Linked DNA regions of Mus musculus: all the other regions are linked to region 5. The links are chromatin contacts, called in public Hi-C, capture Hi-C and promoter capture Hi-C maps. All regions are on one chromosome and are shown on one strand. Each heading gives the region's core, a stretch centred on a gene start, on an enhancer-like site or on the middle of the called end of the contact. The rest is flanking DNA. Distances are from core to core; before and after follow the strand shown. Region 1 overlaps Slc11a2 (solute carrier family 11 (proton-coupled divalent metal ion transporters), member 2). Region 2 has its middle 6.2 kb from the start of Methig1. Region 3 has its middle 15 kb from the start of Mettl7a3. Region 4 holds the start of Ankrd33 (ankyrin repeat domain 33). Region 5 holds the start of Bin2 (bridging integrator 2).

Region 1 (2,700 bases), core at 99-2,598, 280 kb after region 5:
GCAGACGACTTGGTGAGTTATAATCACAGCGTGCCTGGCATCTCCAGATGGAACTCACGTCCATTCTGCACACAAGACGAGGTTCGGAAAGTAGACACAGTTTGTGTGGTGGTGCATAACTGTAATCCTAGCACTTGTGAGGGATCACTGCAAGTTCCAGACCAGCCAGAACTCCAGAATGAGACCCTAAACAAGGGATCGGGGTTAGTTCAGTGCTAGAGCACTTGCCTAGCCCTAGGTTTGATCCTCAGTTCTGAATATAAAACTTAAAGGACACATTGGGAGGACTAACACTGGGTCCTGAACCCCAACCCCCCCACTCCAGTGTCTTTTCCGATACAGTATATGGCTCTAGTCCCTTAATACAGATCTATAGTTTGCACTTCACATTAACACACGGACTGTTGGTGCCAAGGGCGACAGTACCATTAATACCATAACTGACATGAAAGCTAGTCATTGTTGCAAAGTGTATTGCTGGACAGTTAAGAATGGCAGAGCACACCTTTAGTCCCAGTACTTGGGAGGCAGAGGTGGGCAAATCTCTGAGCTCGAGGCCTGCTAGACTTATATAACAAGTTCCAGGATAGCCAGGGTTGCTTAGTGAGACCCTAACTTAAAAAACAACAAACAAACAAAACCAGTATGTTTTTCACAGATCCCTGCAAACCATCTATCTGCATTAGATTCACAGGGAAGGGAACTGGAAATATCTTTTTAAAACTGCTGAGGGTGGGGCATGGTTATAAATATCTATAATCCCAGCACCTGGGAGGTGGGGGCTGGGATAAATCAAGACAGCTACGTGATACCTTTGAGGCCAGCTTGACTGTCACGAGTCCTGCTTTTAAGAACCAGAAAGTTATAGGGCGTGAAGACAGTTGTGGTTCCTGATACAGCCTGCAGACACTGGGACCCACAGGTCACTGCTTCTCAGCCTGGCAGACACTGGGACTTGCAGGTCGCTGCTGCTTCTGCACACTTTTCGTTCCCCTAACTACTCAGGAAAGGGCTTTTCTCAAGTGTCAAAGGATAATAGGACCTGAATTACTGGACTCAGGGTTTAGATCATTTGAAATCTGATTTCCAGTACACTGTGGTCATATTATCTATCCTAAAGTCCCAACCTAGCTTCACTCTCGTCATGAGACAGTCAGAATGCATTTAGCATCATCCTTAACTCAGCTCCATCTCAGGCAGCCACGAAGCACACACACTGAAGGTTTTCACCCCCTGCCTGTGTTCTAAGCACGCTTTCTCTGGCACTCCAGGCTGCAGCCTTTCTCTAGAGTGCTCTCTCTACCTCAGGGTTGCTTGGCTGCTGTGTGGCTGACCTCCACACGCCCTCTCTAGGTCCAATCCCAGGGGATCCAGTGCCTCCCTCTGACCCCTGTGGGCAGCAGACGTGTGCACACTACATACACTGATGTACCTAAAATAAAAATCTAAAAAGTGTCCATGATCTTAAATAAGAACCTCACATAACACCATTTTCTATTCTGAAATAAAATTCAATTGTACTGAGCAAAGAGGCCAAAATAATGTGTACGTCCACAGTGTAATTCCTTGCTAGTGACACTAACTGTCTCCCTGTGCTTTTGTCCTCCCTCAGTACCGCCTGGGACTGACCGCTCAGCCTGAACTCTATCTTCTGAACACCGTGGATGCTGACTCAGTGGTGTCCAGATGACTAACAGCCCAGGAGACCTTAAGAACACTTTCTCTAAGCCCTTTCGGGCCAAGTGCCTGTTAGCAAATCCCTTAGTTCGGAGGTGAGCTTGTTCAAAGGTTTTTGAACAAAGGAGAAGTTCTCCTCACGGACTCAGGGTAAAAGCTGACAGTTGCGTATGGGTCAGAGACCCTTCGGAGGCAGTGGGCCTGTGGCAGCTGTGCAGTCCCTCAGGCTTGTGTCTGCACTTCTGGGGTTTAAAGTGTATCGATATGTATTTATGTGAACCCAAACGTGCCAGTTTGGGTAAGATTTTAAGGTTATAAAACTTGATAGATTTTTACAAATGCCTTTCAGGTGAGTTAGGTCTTTGTTCTATTTGGGTAACAAATGAGAAAGGGACCTTTCTGACGATGAACTTCCCCAAAATAACTCTTGAAGCGCTGCTTTACCACAGTGTGTGTGTGTGTGTGTGTGTGTGTGTGTGTGCGCGCGCGCGTGCCTGCCTGCTTCTGCTTGTGGGGGCCACGGGTTGGCATCAGGTGTCTCCAGTCTCTACCACAGTGTGTGTGTGTGTGTGTGTGTGTGTGTGTGTGTGTGTGTGTGTGTGTGTGCGTGCGCGAGTGCCTGCCTGCTTCTGCTTGTGGGGGCCACGGGTTGGCATCAGGTGTCTCCAGTCTCTCTCTGAACATGGAGTTCAGTGTGTGACTGAGCTAGCCAGCCAGTAAGTTCAAGGATCCTCCTGGCCTCGCGCCCCAACACTGTGGTCCCAGATCAGCTGCTACGCCCAGATTTTACACAGTGCTGGGGACCCAAACTCAGGTCTTCCTGGACAGCAGGTACTTTACCAACTTTCCCCCTTTGTCTCTACATCAAGTGTGTCTGTGGCTGTTGTTCCGTTGGTGTCTGTCCACCTGCCCTTTCTTCCCACTCTACGCGCTGACACTCCACACACTGTCCTCACCCTGTCTCTAAGGGCCGCCCGTATGTGTACCGCTGAGTGTCCTGAGGAATTTAAGCATTTTAAGGTG
Region 2 (2,700 bases), core at 128-2,627, 320 kb after region 5:
ATTAGTATGTGGTCTTATCTTATTGTTGCTAGGTAACTGGGATGGAGGTCAGAAGGTCAGAAGCTTGGGCCATTGACTAGGTGACTTTTATCCAAGCTTCTCTTATGGGGGCTGTGGAGGGCGGTAACTTAGGCGGGGACCAGAGTTCCAGGATCATAAAGGAACGCCTACCGTGTCATGTAGGTGAATTATCACCCTTTGGGGTTCAGACCTCAGCTCAACAAGAGAACAGCCTATAGCCCAATTCCCCACATCTCCCCCTCTGTTTTTTATAAGAAAAAAATGGGGGGGGTCACTGATGTGACTGTATCATTAGTTGTGAAAATTTAGACTGGATTGGAAGTATCAGAAGAAAATATCCAGAGAAGTAGCAGAACAAAGACAGAGTAGAAGGGAGAGTTAAGGGTAAGAGTTGAGAAGGCAAGAGATTGTACAGTCAATTAACTGTTCCATGGGTAGTACAATTTGGTAATAACATCCATTTGAACAGCAATTAATTAATCTAGTTAGACATTATGCTTTCCTCACTGTCATGGTACTTTCCCCAAAGCTCAGCAGTCAGTTGCGTTGGCAAAAAGAGTCCATCTGTTGCTGGAAGGTCCCAAGTCTGTCTTCTTTGGTTCAGCGCTTGTCTCAGGAGCCCTCAGTCAGATGAGATTTTTGGAGGAAAGCAGCTGTTGTTGTCTGTAGGTCCCAGGAGATGGCACTGTCTCAGATGGCTCTGTGGCAGCAGGCCCCTTGTAGAGATAGACCTGTAGAGTAATTAAAACAAAGGAACAGAACACCAGCAGATGATGTCTGCATAGGGTGGATAGCAAAAGTTATGCCTGCAATGGTTTGCTTAGGAGCACATCACGGTCCATTGTGGGTGGCTAAGGAAGAAAAATATCATGTTAATTGTGTAACTGGGGTAGGCCATTAACAGTTCTTCTGTAAAAGGAAACTGGTTATTAATTAAGGATTGGTTGATTTTTGAAACTTAAAGGAAATCTTAAACAAGGTGAAAGACTTTTTGGACATATATCATGAATCTAGAGAGTGGGAAAAAAAGTATTTAGAGAAAGAAGCAAGAAAATTTTTGGATTGACAAAACACGATTCAGGTATTCCTGTGGGGTAGCACAGCTTCAATGCAGCTTTTGTGGGCTTATCTGGATTGGGGGTAAGGGTACTTTGTACCCTGCAACCTTTCTTCCTCCTGAATTTTTTCTACAAAGGCAGAAAGTAAAAGGCTTTTTAGCCTAAGTGCTGTCCGCCCCGCCCCCCACGCTGTGCCTGCCTTGGCTCTTTTGCCCCGCCCACCCGTTCCCCACTTTAGTCCACAGTCCACAGTCCACAGCCCGCAGCCCACAGCCCGCAGCCCGCAGCCCATAGCCCGCCTCCTGCCCCGGTCTTTGTTTCTTTGTCTGCTGGCCCTTGGCCCATTTTGGGACTCCACTGTATGGGGCAGGGCCCGAATCTCTCGGTGTGGGCCGCACTTTAGCGAGCAACTATGGCAGGGAGAGAGGGGCAGAATATAGAGCAACAGAGTTCAGAGGAGAAAAATAGTTTAGAGCACGCATCACCTAGCTAGGCATTAACACACACATCAAAGCCGAGAGCAAGTGAGGAAGGGCTACAGAGTTGGAAAACCAACTTACTTTTAGATGAAACCTGTAACAGAGACTGGGAAGGGGACCTCACACCAGCTGGCAGAGGAAAACAGAGCTCAGAGCAATTACTGCATGGTGGGCTGCTGCAGCCCACAGAGCCATTCAAAGCCTAGGACTAGGGGTGGGGGTGGGGGTGGGGAGAGACTACAGCGCTGGGGAGACCAGCTTCTTATGGCTGAAACCTGAGAGAGAGGGGGGAGGAGGAGGAAGCTTACCAGGAACACTTTGGAGAGAGAGAGAGAAAGTAAAAAGCCTAGTTTTTGAACTAGATTACTCACTGTCTTGGGAAACTTGGAGATCTGATGTAGGTCTATGTACAAAGCGTTCTTCAGATGGGTCTGTCTCTCGAGGATGGCGTAACCATACTCTGCTACCACTTGTTGGGAACAAAAAAGGGGGCCCTGGGGAAGAAGGGGAAGGGGAAGACCTACACCCTGCCAGAGTTCCACCTGTTCTCTGGTCAGTCAGAAGTTGGGGGGGCTGCTATCTACCTTCCACTCATCCCTGGGTGGGCTTCTAAGCCTCTGACCCACTCTTCATGGGGTGGCAAGAGGCAGCCCTATCTGGGAGCCCCAGTGCTGCTACTTTCCTAAAGCCACTGGGGATATGGGAGAGAAGGGTGAGGGAAGAGGTTCCCAACACAGATGATAGTGAGCCCAGCGGATCTTGATTAGAGCAGAGACTATCTATGGTTTTAGAGCATTATTGTAGAAAGGCAGGGAGAAAGAGAGAATGGAGAGAGAGGAGAGAGAGAGAGACAGAGAGAGACAGAGAGAGGGGAAAGGCTAGAGAGAAAGAGAGTGAGAGGGGAGAGGAGAAGACAAAGAGAGAGAAGAGGGGGTGAGAGTGAGGGCTAAGAAGTAAGAGAATGAGAAGTAAGAGGTAAGAGAGCAAGCAGGGGCTGAACAGCCCTTTTAAAATATACTGTCTTATCTTAATGTTGCTAGGTAACTGGGGAGGAGTCTAGCCTGAAGGTCAGAAGCTTGGGCCATTGCCTAGGTGACTTCTAGCCAAGTTTCTATTGTGGGGACTGTGGGAGGTGATAACTT
Region 3 (2,700 bases), core at 159-2,658, 350 kb after region 5:
CTAAATGCTGAGGTGCCCAGCTGAACATCATTTCCGTGATGGATGAGCACGTGTCTTTGTAATTGTGGGTGTAGGATCAGCCAAGAGTAACTGTTAAGTAAGAGCCTTGGCGATGGCTCAGCTGATGGAGGTGCTTGTGTTTAAACCTGACTGGGCTGAGTTCCAACCCCAGGTCCCACAAGGTGGCAGGAGAGAACCAGCCTGGAGAGCTGTCCTCTGGCCTGCATGTGGCCACAGTGCACAATAAAATAAAAGCAGTGGGTTTCAGGCCAGCGAGAGCCTATCTTGAAAAATACCAAGAAGTAAATAATTAAATGAATCTGTTCCTGGAACTGATGTATAGGAAGACCCTGGAGGTGGGCACATGATCTGGCAGGCGATCAACCAACAGGATCTGCCAACGGGATCTGTAAGGTGAATCCTAGTAACCTAGAGGAGAGTTATCTAGTTACCAAGAGAGTTACCTAGTTCCCTGCTTAGAGAGCCCTCAGAGTGTTTGTCCAGCAACAGGGACTGGCTGGGTCAGAGCCTGGTGTCTGGGTGGGCAGTCACTTGCTCACTGAGTTGGTTCTTCATGCTAACCTTAGATTCCAGATCTTAATAAAAACTGAACGTCAGCTGTCAAGAGGTGGTAACGTATGCCTTTAATCCCAGCACTTGGGAGTCAGAGACAAGCAGATATCTGTGAGTTTGAGGTCAGCCTGATCTACAAAGCAAGTTTCAGGACAGCCAGGGCTACATGGAGAAACTCTGTCAAAACAAACCATAAATCCCTAAGAGTCTATTGCCCAACACTGAACAGCAATTGTTAAAATGAGGTCATCTTATTTAAACTCCCAAGCAAAGCTTTACATAATCACTTGGCTTCTCTAACTCCTGCCCCATGTCACCTGATAGTTTTGTTTTCCTCAATTCCTTTCATAAAGACTTTTTAGAAGAGGCCTCCCCTACAGCCATGCTCTCCCGGAAGCCCAAGCTCTCTGAGGGGTTCCCTGCAGGTTAGATGCAGGGAGCGGGCTGCAGAGGTGCACACTGCCTTCCTGGGAGCCCGGGTTCCTACTGCTGATTCAGGAGTCTCAGGCTCAGGAGCAGATGCACGCATATTGCGGGTCATCTGTCTTTCTGTGTCTGCCATTTCCTCTCTCCAGCCACAAAGAGCAAGCGATGCGCCATGTTCTATTTCACTTGACAGTTTGCAGGGACTCCTGGCAGCTTTCCTGTTTCCACCAGCAAATAATACAAGTTACTGTGGAGGTTTGCTGACATGATGAAGCTGCTGGTTGGTCTGCTGTCCTGCACCAGGTGTTGCTGGGGTCCTGCACCTGCCTTTGCCCCCACCCCCCACCCCTGCTCCTGCAAGGTGTCTGTTGGCTGAACTTTTGTCATGCTGTGTTAGTTGGGTTGTTACTGGAGGACATAGGGCAAAAGGCCTGGGTCCAGGAGTTCACAAGCCCCAAGTTGAACCAGTTAAAGACAATGGTGGTAAAGGCAGAGAACGATTTTACTACATAGACAGATTGGACAACAGAAAAAGAGGCTCAGTGACCCCAGGTCCATCTTCCAACAGACTAACATGATTTTGTTTTGTTGGTTTTGTTGTCTGTTTTTGTTTTTTGTTTTTTGGTTTTTTTTTTGTTTTTTTGTTTTTTTGTTTTGTTTTTTTTTTGTTTGTTTGTTTTTTGAGACTAGTCTTCTCTGTGTAGTCCTGGCTGTCCTGGAACTCACTCTGTAGACCAGCTTGGTCTTGAACTCACAGAGATTCGCCTGCCTCTGCCTCCCCAGTACTGGGATTAAAGGCGTGAGCCACCACCACCCAGCAGGCTGACAGGATTTAAGGAATGGGACTGGAGAGATGACTTAGTGGCTATGAACGAACGTTAGCTGTTCTTCCAGAGGAACCAGGTTTGTTTCCCCAGCATCCCTGTCCAGTCTCACGACCTGGAACTTCAGTTCCAGGGGGGCTGGCACCATCTTCTGACCTTGCTGTGATATGTGGTTGCTTCCAATTTGACCGAAAAATAAAGGCTAAAGGGACAGAGTAGCAGAGATAAGTCCCAGGGGACTGTTCACAGTGAAATGGGGGGTGGGGGGGAGCAGTATCAGTTAGCCGAGGCTCTTGAGAGGTTACGTGGGAAAGCTGGGATGGCCTAGGAAAGTTGGAAGCTGGGATAGCCTTGGAAATCCTTGCAAACAATCATTTCTTTCATTAGTCAGAGATGAGTCTGCCTTTGGGTTAGGGATAGAGAAATCCTGAAATTGTCAAAGTCACTGTGTGGCATTAAGAAAGTGACAGAGAAGGTATCTGTACCCTAGGCTAGCCTCAAAGTTTCCATTCTCCTGCCTGTGCTTCCTGAATACTTCCTGTGGCAGCATGCCTAGCCTACAGGCACTTGAATGTGGAAACCTGTATTATCAGCTGAGAGAGGCGTGGGGTGAAAGGGTCTGTCCACGAAGAAGGCAGACATCAGGGCCATGAACGGCTTAAGGACTGGGAAGGCACAACTTGACAGAAGACTCTCCTAAAATGATGCTTTTAGGTTGTCTTGCTCTATATCCCAGCCTAGCTTTAAACTGCCTACTGTAGCCTGAACTGATCTCAGACCAGCCATCTTTTCTCCCTCTGACTCTTGAGTTCTAACATTTTAGGACCATGCTGCCTAGTGAGCTGGCCTTTGTTGTTTGTTACACTTTTAGGAGTGA
Region 4 (2,700 bases), core at 165-2,664, 450 kb before region 5:
GCATACTTGCTAGAACACACCTGCCAGCGCACACCTGGCAGAGAACACCTGCCACTGCACACCTGCCATAGCACACCTGGCAAAGCACATATGGCATAGTACACCTGCCATTGCACACCTGCCATTGCACACCTGCCATAAGGAGGGCAACTACACACTCGGAGCGATCTTGAATGGCAGCCTTCATCAGAGCTGTGAGTCCCCGCTGGTCCCTGCGTTCCAGGTCCAGGCCAGCAAAGTAGTTGAGCAGGAGAGTCACAAGAGACATGTGACCTGCAGAGACAGGACCACATAGCTAGTCTCTCAAGGTAAGGGAATGCTGAAGCTTGGCCTGGGAGACTCTTGTGCAAGGTTTGGGGCTGCTGTCCTAATGGCTGGGAGTGAGGGTGGGATGGAGTTGGGGGTGAAGGTGGGGTAGGTGTGGGCTGGGGTGGGGCGTTGTGTCTCACACCTGCTTGGGCAGCCAGCATGAGGGCTGTGTTCCCGTCTTTGTCTTGCTGGTTCACATCCAGGAAAGGACAGCAGCTGAGCAGAGCCACAATGGAACCAAAGCCATGGTAGCATGCAACCATGAGGCCTGTCTAGGGGACAGAGCAGCTTGGACCCCCACTTTCCACTAAGTTCTTCTTAGGACCTCCTTTCCCTCCTAAGTCTGTTTTCCCCCAGGGCCTATCCCAACCCCTGTCAAGATGGTTTTCACCCATCTAGAGTGGGGATGACTCTGTGACTCTCTGGGGACCCAGACCAGGATGTTATGTATGAAGCCTGGACTGTCCTCAACTGTTCTGGTGAGCCCTGGGGCATCTCACCCTCCCGTTGCTGTCCACTTGGGAGGCCTCCTCTGGGGACACACCAGCGTCCAGCCTGGCTTGGAGCTCAGCAAGGTCATTGTGGACACATGCCCAGTACAGTGTCTTCAAATTGCATTCAGGGGTTGAGGTCTTGTTGCTGGGGAAGGGCAGGGCCTCAGACATGTCCAGTCCTCTCGGGGCAATAGTGACTCCTCTGCCGCCGGCCCGAGTCCCTCTTTATTCAGCAGGCAGCTATGACAAAACGCCAAGGAGCAGTTCCTCCTGCAACCCTGAGTGAATAAGTCCCTGCAGCTGCACCGTCTCCCCAGGACAAACCTTTACCCTGGAGGGTGTCTCACCTCTGCCTAGACCCAAGACAGGTAGCCAAGCATCTTACTGTATGTAGGTCAGGTTCTCAAGGAAGCTCATGACAGGGGTTATCATTTCCCATCCCCCAACCTTACCTGGGACTCTAGGGTCTCCATCACAGCAGAGGGCCAGCCTGTGGCTCAGTCCACCCCCACACCTCAAAAGCTCACTAGCCCTTCTGTGGGGTAGCTGATACCAAGAAACAAGGCAGGTGACAGATGGCTGTGCCTGCAGAAAGCTGCCATAAACACCTCAGAGCTGAGCCAGGTCAAGCGGGTTAGGAAGGGATTGGGGGGCTGGGGGGTGACTGTACTCTCTGCCATTGCTCAATCCTTGCCCTAAGATCCTGCTAGACTTGGATGGTGGCAGCTTCTCCAGGCTCAGAGCTGAGTGAATTCCTCCGGGCTGATCTTTCTCCCTTCATCGTGGGAAGTCAGCTGCACTTAGATATGGCCTTGCAAGAGAAGCATTATGGAGGTCTTGGCACCCAGCTGTGGAGCCTGAGTGTCTTAGTCAGGGTTTCTATTCCTGCACAAACATCAGGACCAAGAAGCAAGTTGGGGAGGAAAGGGTTTATTCAGCTTACACTTCCATACTGCTGTTCATCACCAAGGAAGCCAGTCAAGCAGGTCAGGAAGCAGGAGCTGATGCAGAGGCCATGGAGGGATGTTACTTACTGGCTTGCTTCCCCTGGCTTGCTCAGCTTGCTTTCTTATAGAACACAAGACTACCAGCTCAGGGATGGCACCACTCACAACAGGCCCTCCACCCTTGATTACTAATTGAGAAAATGCTTTATGGCTGGATCTCATGGAGGCATTTCCTGAAGGGAGGCTCCTTTCTCTGTGATAACTCCAGCTTGTGTCAAGTTGACACACAGAACCAGTCAGTACACAGAGATCCCTTCCACTTCAAAGGAGTAGATTTGGGTGAAGGGGCTATGGATGGGGAAGGTGTAGGCATTAAATAAAGATGAATGGGGAGGTATGCACTACAGTTTACCCAAAGAAATCAAAACATGAAGAGTTTCCAGGAGGCTGGAGAGACTGCCCAGCGGTTAAGAACGCTGGCTTGCTCTTCCAAAGGACCGTGGTTCAGTTCCCAGCACCCACTGAGTAGCTCACAACTGTCTGTAACTCCAGTGCCAGAGGATCTGATGCCCTCTTCTGGTCTGTGCTGGTACTGTGCTTTCATGGTGCACAGACACGGGCACTGGAAAAATGCCTGCAAACATAAATTATTAAATTATTAAAATAAAATAAATTTTAAAAGAAAAATTATGATGTATTAATTTTAATGGATTAGATCTGAGGTGGTAAGTAAAGTATGGCATTTTAAAATGATGTATTAAAGTAACAGTACTTTTGTACTGTCATTTTTAAGATTAATAAGTTGAGTGACTTAGCGCTCAGAGTGTCGCACTCTCCACACTGCGGGGCTCTGCTTTCCAGCATCGTTTTGCTTTTCTTTCACAGTTTGGTTCCTGCACAACTCCTCCGCTCTTTACTCATTGGTGCTAATAATCACTGAACATGTACAC
Region 5 (2,700 bases), core at 138-2,637:
TATTTTCTGGCTATCCTTTCTCAGTGGTCAGGTGTAAGTTCATTGGAAGACCGGTTTCCTAGAGAAACCAGATTTGTAATCTCTGTAGCCCCACTCCAGTTTGTATAATCTGTGACTAAATTCACACTGTGTCCATATAATGCTCCATGCTTTGCCTGGAGAGTCTTGTTCTCCTCTGTCCAGTTCAGGCCTCTCCCCTCCTCTCCTCCTTAGCATATTATGAATGGCACCCTGTCTCCTGAGGACCCCATCTCTCCAGTCTTTCTCCCCTTCCAATCCAGATCTGGATTATGCTCACCTTCTGCACTCTGTCCCCACAATTCCCAGGCTTAGAACTGGTTAAGCTGCCATCCAGGCTGAGCCATGGTCACTCAGCATCAATACCCTGCAGCTGGTAGGTGGTCTCTGGTCCATTAAACGTCCTCACTGGATGAAACTGGGCCTTTTGGTTTTTACTTTTTTTTTTTTCATTTCATTTCATTTTATTTTATTTATATAGAGTACACTGTAGCTGTCTTTAGACACACCAGAAGAGGGCATCAGATCCCATTACAGATGTCTATGAGCCACCATGTGGTTGCTAGGAATTGAACTCAGGACCTCTGGAAGAACAACCGGTGCTCTTAACGGCTGAGCCATCTCTCCAGCCCAAACTCAGTCTTTTGTGTCTCCTCACTTTCTAATGCTGTTCGGGTATGGAACCAATGAGTCACGGTCCACATTCAAAGAGCCCGTTCAAGGGTGGGGGCGGGGGAGGGGAGGGGAATCTTTCTCTACTGCAGGGGCAGCATTTCCAAGCTGGTTTTAAGAGTGTGTGCGCACCAAAATCCACCCTGAACAACCCGTTCTCTGCCAACTTCTCAGAACCAGCTTAGCTGCTCTCCCAGCTCCAGATGCCTCTGTGGACCCCATCCTGGTGACCAGTGGTCTTTCCAGGGAGCTGGGCAGTGAGGGGGCCCCAGTAGTTCTCTCGGGGAGCTGAACAATGATGGGGTTCCAATGGTCCTCCTGGGGATCTGGACCATGATGGGGTCCTAGTCGTCCTCCTGGGGACATGGACAGTGATGGGACCCCAATGGTCCACCTGGGGAGTTGGACAGTGATGGGGCTTCAGTGGTACACCTGGAGTATTGGGCAGTGATGGAGTCCCAAGGTCCTCCCGTGATGGCCAGTGGTGGGCTGCAGTGGTCCTCTCGGGAATCTGGGTAGTGATGGGTTTCCAATGGTCCTCGAGAGGTGGCATTGGGTGGTCCAGGCCGACCACGCCCCAGCAGGAGGCTGTAAGGGTGTGAAGGCCCGCCCTCTGAGCATCACGCAAGGCATGCTGGGAGGACGCACTTCCTCTCAGGGGCCTCTAGAAACCACAGGTCCAGGCTGCGCCCCCGCAGCCGGCAGGATGGCAGAGGGCAAGGCGGGCGGAGCGGCTGGCCTCTTCGCCAAGCAGATGCAGAAGAAGTTCAGCAGGGCCCAGGAGAAGGTAGGCAGCCTGAGGAGAAAGGGTCCTGCTGCCCCAGAACGGGCGGGGAATGGGTGTCCACGAACATTGGCCGACGTGGGAGAGAAGGGAGCAGCTGAGGAGACAGCTGTTTCGCAGGAGCCTTCGGCAACCCTCAGCCTGACCCAGAAAAGGCGACAGGAAGGAACGAATGGTGGTGGTCAACTTTGTCACAGATTTTGTCCTAGCGCAAAGGCAAGGGTGGCTGGCTGGCGTCTCTCAGGTGATGAATGAGTTGGAAGATACTTGTCCCCAAAGTAAGAGACAGCGGCTGCGGTGGCAGTGAGTCGCCCCACTTAATTTGACTTGGGGGATTCACTGAGGACCAGGACACTGCACAGTTCTCCACACTTGAGTGTTGTTTAAACTGGTGTAAACGGAGGCGGGTGGATAGAAAACGCAAGGCATCCGAGGCTATATTACTGAGTTTAAGACCAGCCTGAGCTACTCTTTACCTCGGGGTGAGCGGGGAGCTCGTGTGTCCAGTAGCCAGCCCCAGTTTCTTACATCTATTCTTTTGCCTTGATGGTGATCCACAGCCTCTGGGTGTCCTTCCCATAATTTGCCAGTCCATTCAAATGATGGGCACACGCCTTTAATCCCAGCCCTCGGGAGGCAGAGGCAGGAGGATCTCTGTGAGCTCAAGATCTGCCTGGTTTACACAGAGACTTCCAGGACAGCCTAGACTACATAGACCCTGTCTCCAAAAAAAAAAAAAAAAAAAAAAAGGGAAAATGGATTATGGAGACACTCTTCACGCTGTTTATTTTATTTGCTTGGTTGTTTTGTTTTTTTGAGACAGGGTCTTACCGTGTTGACTGGGCTGGTCTTGTATTCAAGGTGAGATCTCTAGCTAAGGTCATAGGTATGAACCCCATTCTTACCACCCTTCACATGTTTTTGAGACAGTTTCTTGTACCCCCACCCCCAAACTCACTTTGACCTTGAACTTCTGGTCTCCCGTCTCTCTCTATCTTCTGGGTTGCAAGCATGTGTCATCACATCTCTTAGATGCTGAAGGTTGTACCTACAGCTTCTGGTTGAGGAAACCAGGCACCCTGCCAACTGAGCTCCGTCCCAGCCCCTTCCCTACACACTTAAAAGGCATTGTGATGTTACCTGTCCAGAGTCTTCCTTTGCCTAGCCACCATCTACCCACACTGTAGTAGAAGAGACATGGGCTAAAAGGAGAGGGTTCATGAACT

The links. Promoter capture Hi-C pulls out the DNA fragments that hold promoters and counts their contacts. Hi-C and Micro-C count contacts between places; a contact is called where the count stands out from the background. Capture Hi-C pulls out chosen DNA fragments and counts their contacts.
Region 1: a Hi-C map of rod photoreceptor shows a contact between it and region 5, with 1.8 times the contacts expected there. The contact joins the enhancer-like site here to the promoter of Bin2 in region 5. A contact is called at or near these places in 2 of 39 promoter capture datasets (the C10 cell line and embryonic stem cells), 1 of 15 datasets of contacts at CTCF or cohesin (the NIH/3T3 cell line), 3 of 484 Hi-C or Micro-C datasets (liver, olfactory sensory neurons and rod photoreceptor) and 2 of 9 other capture datasets (adipose tissue and embryonic stem cells).
Region 2: a promoter capture Hi-C map of embryonic stem cells shows a contact between it and region 5, with 5 times the contacts expected there. The contact joins the enhancer-like site here to the promoter of Bin2 in region 5. A contact is called at or near these places in 6 of 39 promoter capture datasets (the 3T3-L1 cell line, embryonic stem cells, hippocampal neurons and 3 more) and 1 of 115 datasets of contacts at active chromatin or transcription factors (bone marrow-derived macrophages).
Region 3: a contact with region 5 is called in a promoter capture Hi-C map of pre-B cells, with 2.6 times the contacts expected there. The contact joins the enhancer-like site here to the promoter of Bin2 in region 5. A contact is called at or near these places in 4 of 39 promoter capture datasets (the C10 cell line, embryonic stem cells, hippocampal neurons and 1 more), 1 of 484 Hi-C or Micro-C datasets (the G1E-ER4 cell line), 4 of 115 datasets of contacts at active chromatin or transcription factors (bone marrow-derived macrophages, effector CD8 T cells, large pre-B cells and 1 more) and 1 of 9 other capture datasets (embryonic stem cells).
Region 4: a contact with region 5 is called in a capture Hi-C map of macrophages, with 2.3 times the contacts expected there. The contact joins the promoter of Ankrd33 here to the promoter of Bin2 in region 5. A contact is called at or near these places in 1 of 39 promoter capture datasets (the C10 cell line), 1 of 115 datasets of contacts at active chromatin or transcription factors (memory CD8 T cells) and 1 of 9 other capture datasets (macrophages).

The regions. Positions count from the first base shown.
Region 1 is chr15:100,388,074-100,390,773 of GRCm38.p6, reverse strand. Slc11a2 (solute carrier family 11 (proton-coupled divalent metal ion transporters), member 2) reads left to right here. Exons shown (of 17, transcript NM_008732.2): 17 at 1,613-2,700. The coding sequence ends at 1,690. Among named protein-coding and RNA genes, the nearest start is that of Higd1c, 25 kb to the right of the region's middle. Within about 2 kb of position 1,348, at least 35 of the 459 cell types and tissues checked have an H3K27ac peak or open chromatin away from gene starts, as enhancers often do. A contact at or near this core is called in liver and rod photoreceptor, where this site is marked.
Region 2 is chr15:100,345,613-100,348,312 of GRCm38.p6, reverse strand. It overlaps a transcript of Mettl7a3 not described here. Among named protein-coding and RNA genes, the nearest start is that of Methig1, 6.2 kb to the left of the region's middle. Within about 2 kb of position 1,377, at least 17 of the 459 cell types and tissues checked have an H3K27ac peak or open chromatin away from gene starts, as enhancers often do. A contact at or near this core is called in embryonic stem cells and liver, where this site is marked.
Region 3 is chr15:100,318,804-100,321,503 of GRCm38.p6, reverse strand. It overlaps a transcript of Mettl7a1 not described here. Among named protein-coding and RNA genes, the nearest start is that of Mettl7a3, 15 kb to the left of the region's middle. Within about 2 kb of position 1,408, at least 35 of the 459 cell types and tissues checked have an H3K27ac peak or open chromatin away from gene starts, as enhancers often do. A contact at or near this core is called in bone marrow-derived macrophages, where this site is marked.
Region 4 is chr15:101,114,458-101,117,157 of GRCm38.p6, reverse strand. Ankrd33 (ankyrin repeat domain 33) reads right to left here and starts at 1,414. Exons shown (of 5, transcript NM_001374225.1): 1 at 1,256-1,414; 2 at 810-1,043; 3 at 452-581; 4 at 133-273. The coding sequence starts at 974.
Region 5 is chr15:100,668,190-100,670,889 of GRCm38.p6, reverse strand. It overlaps Bin2 (bridging integrator 2), which reads left to right and starts at 1,387. Exons shown (of 11, transcript NM_001270537.2): 1 at 1,387-1,477. The coding sequence starts at 1,397.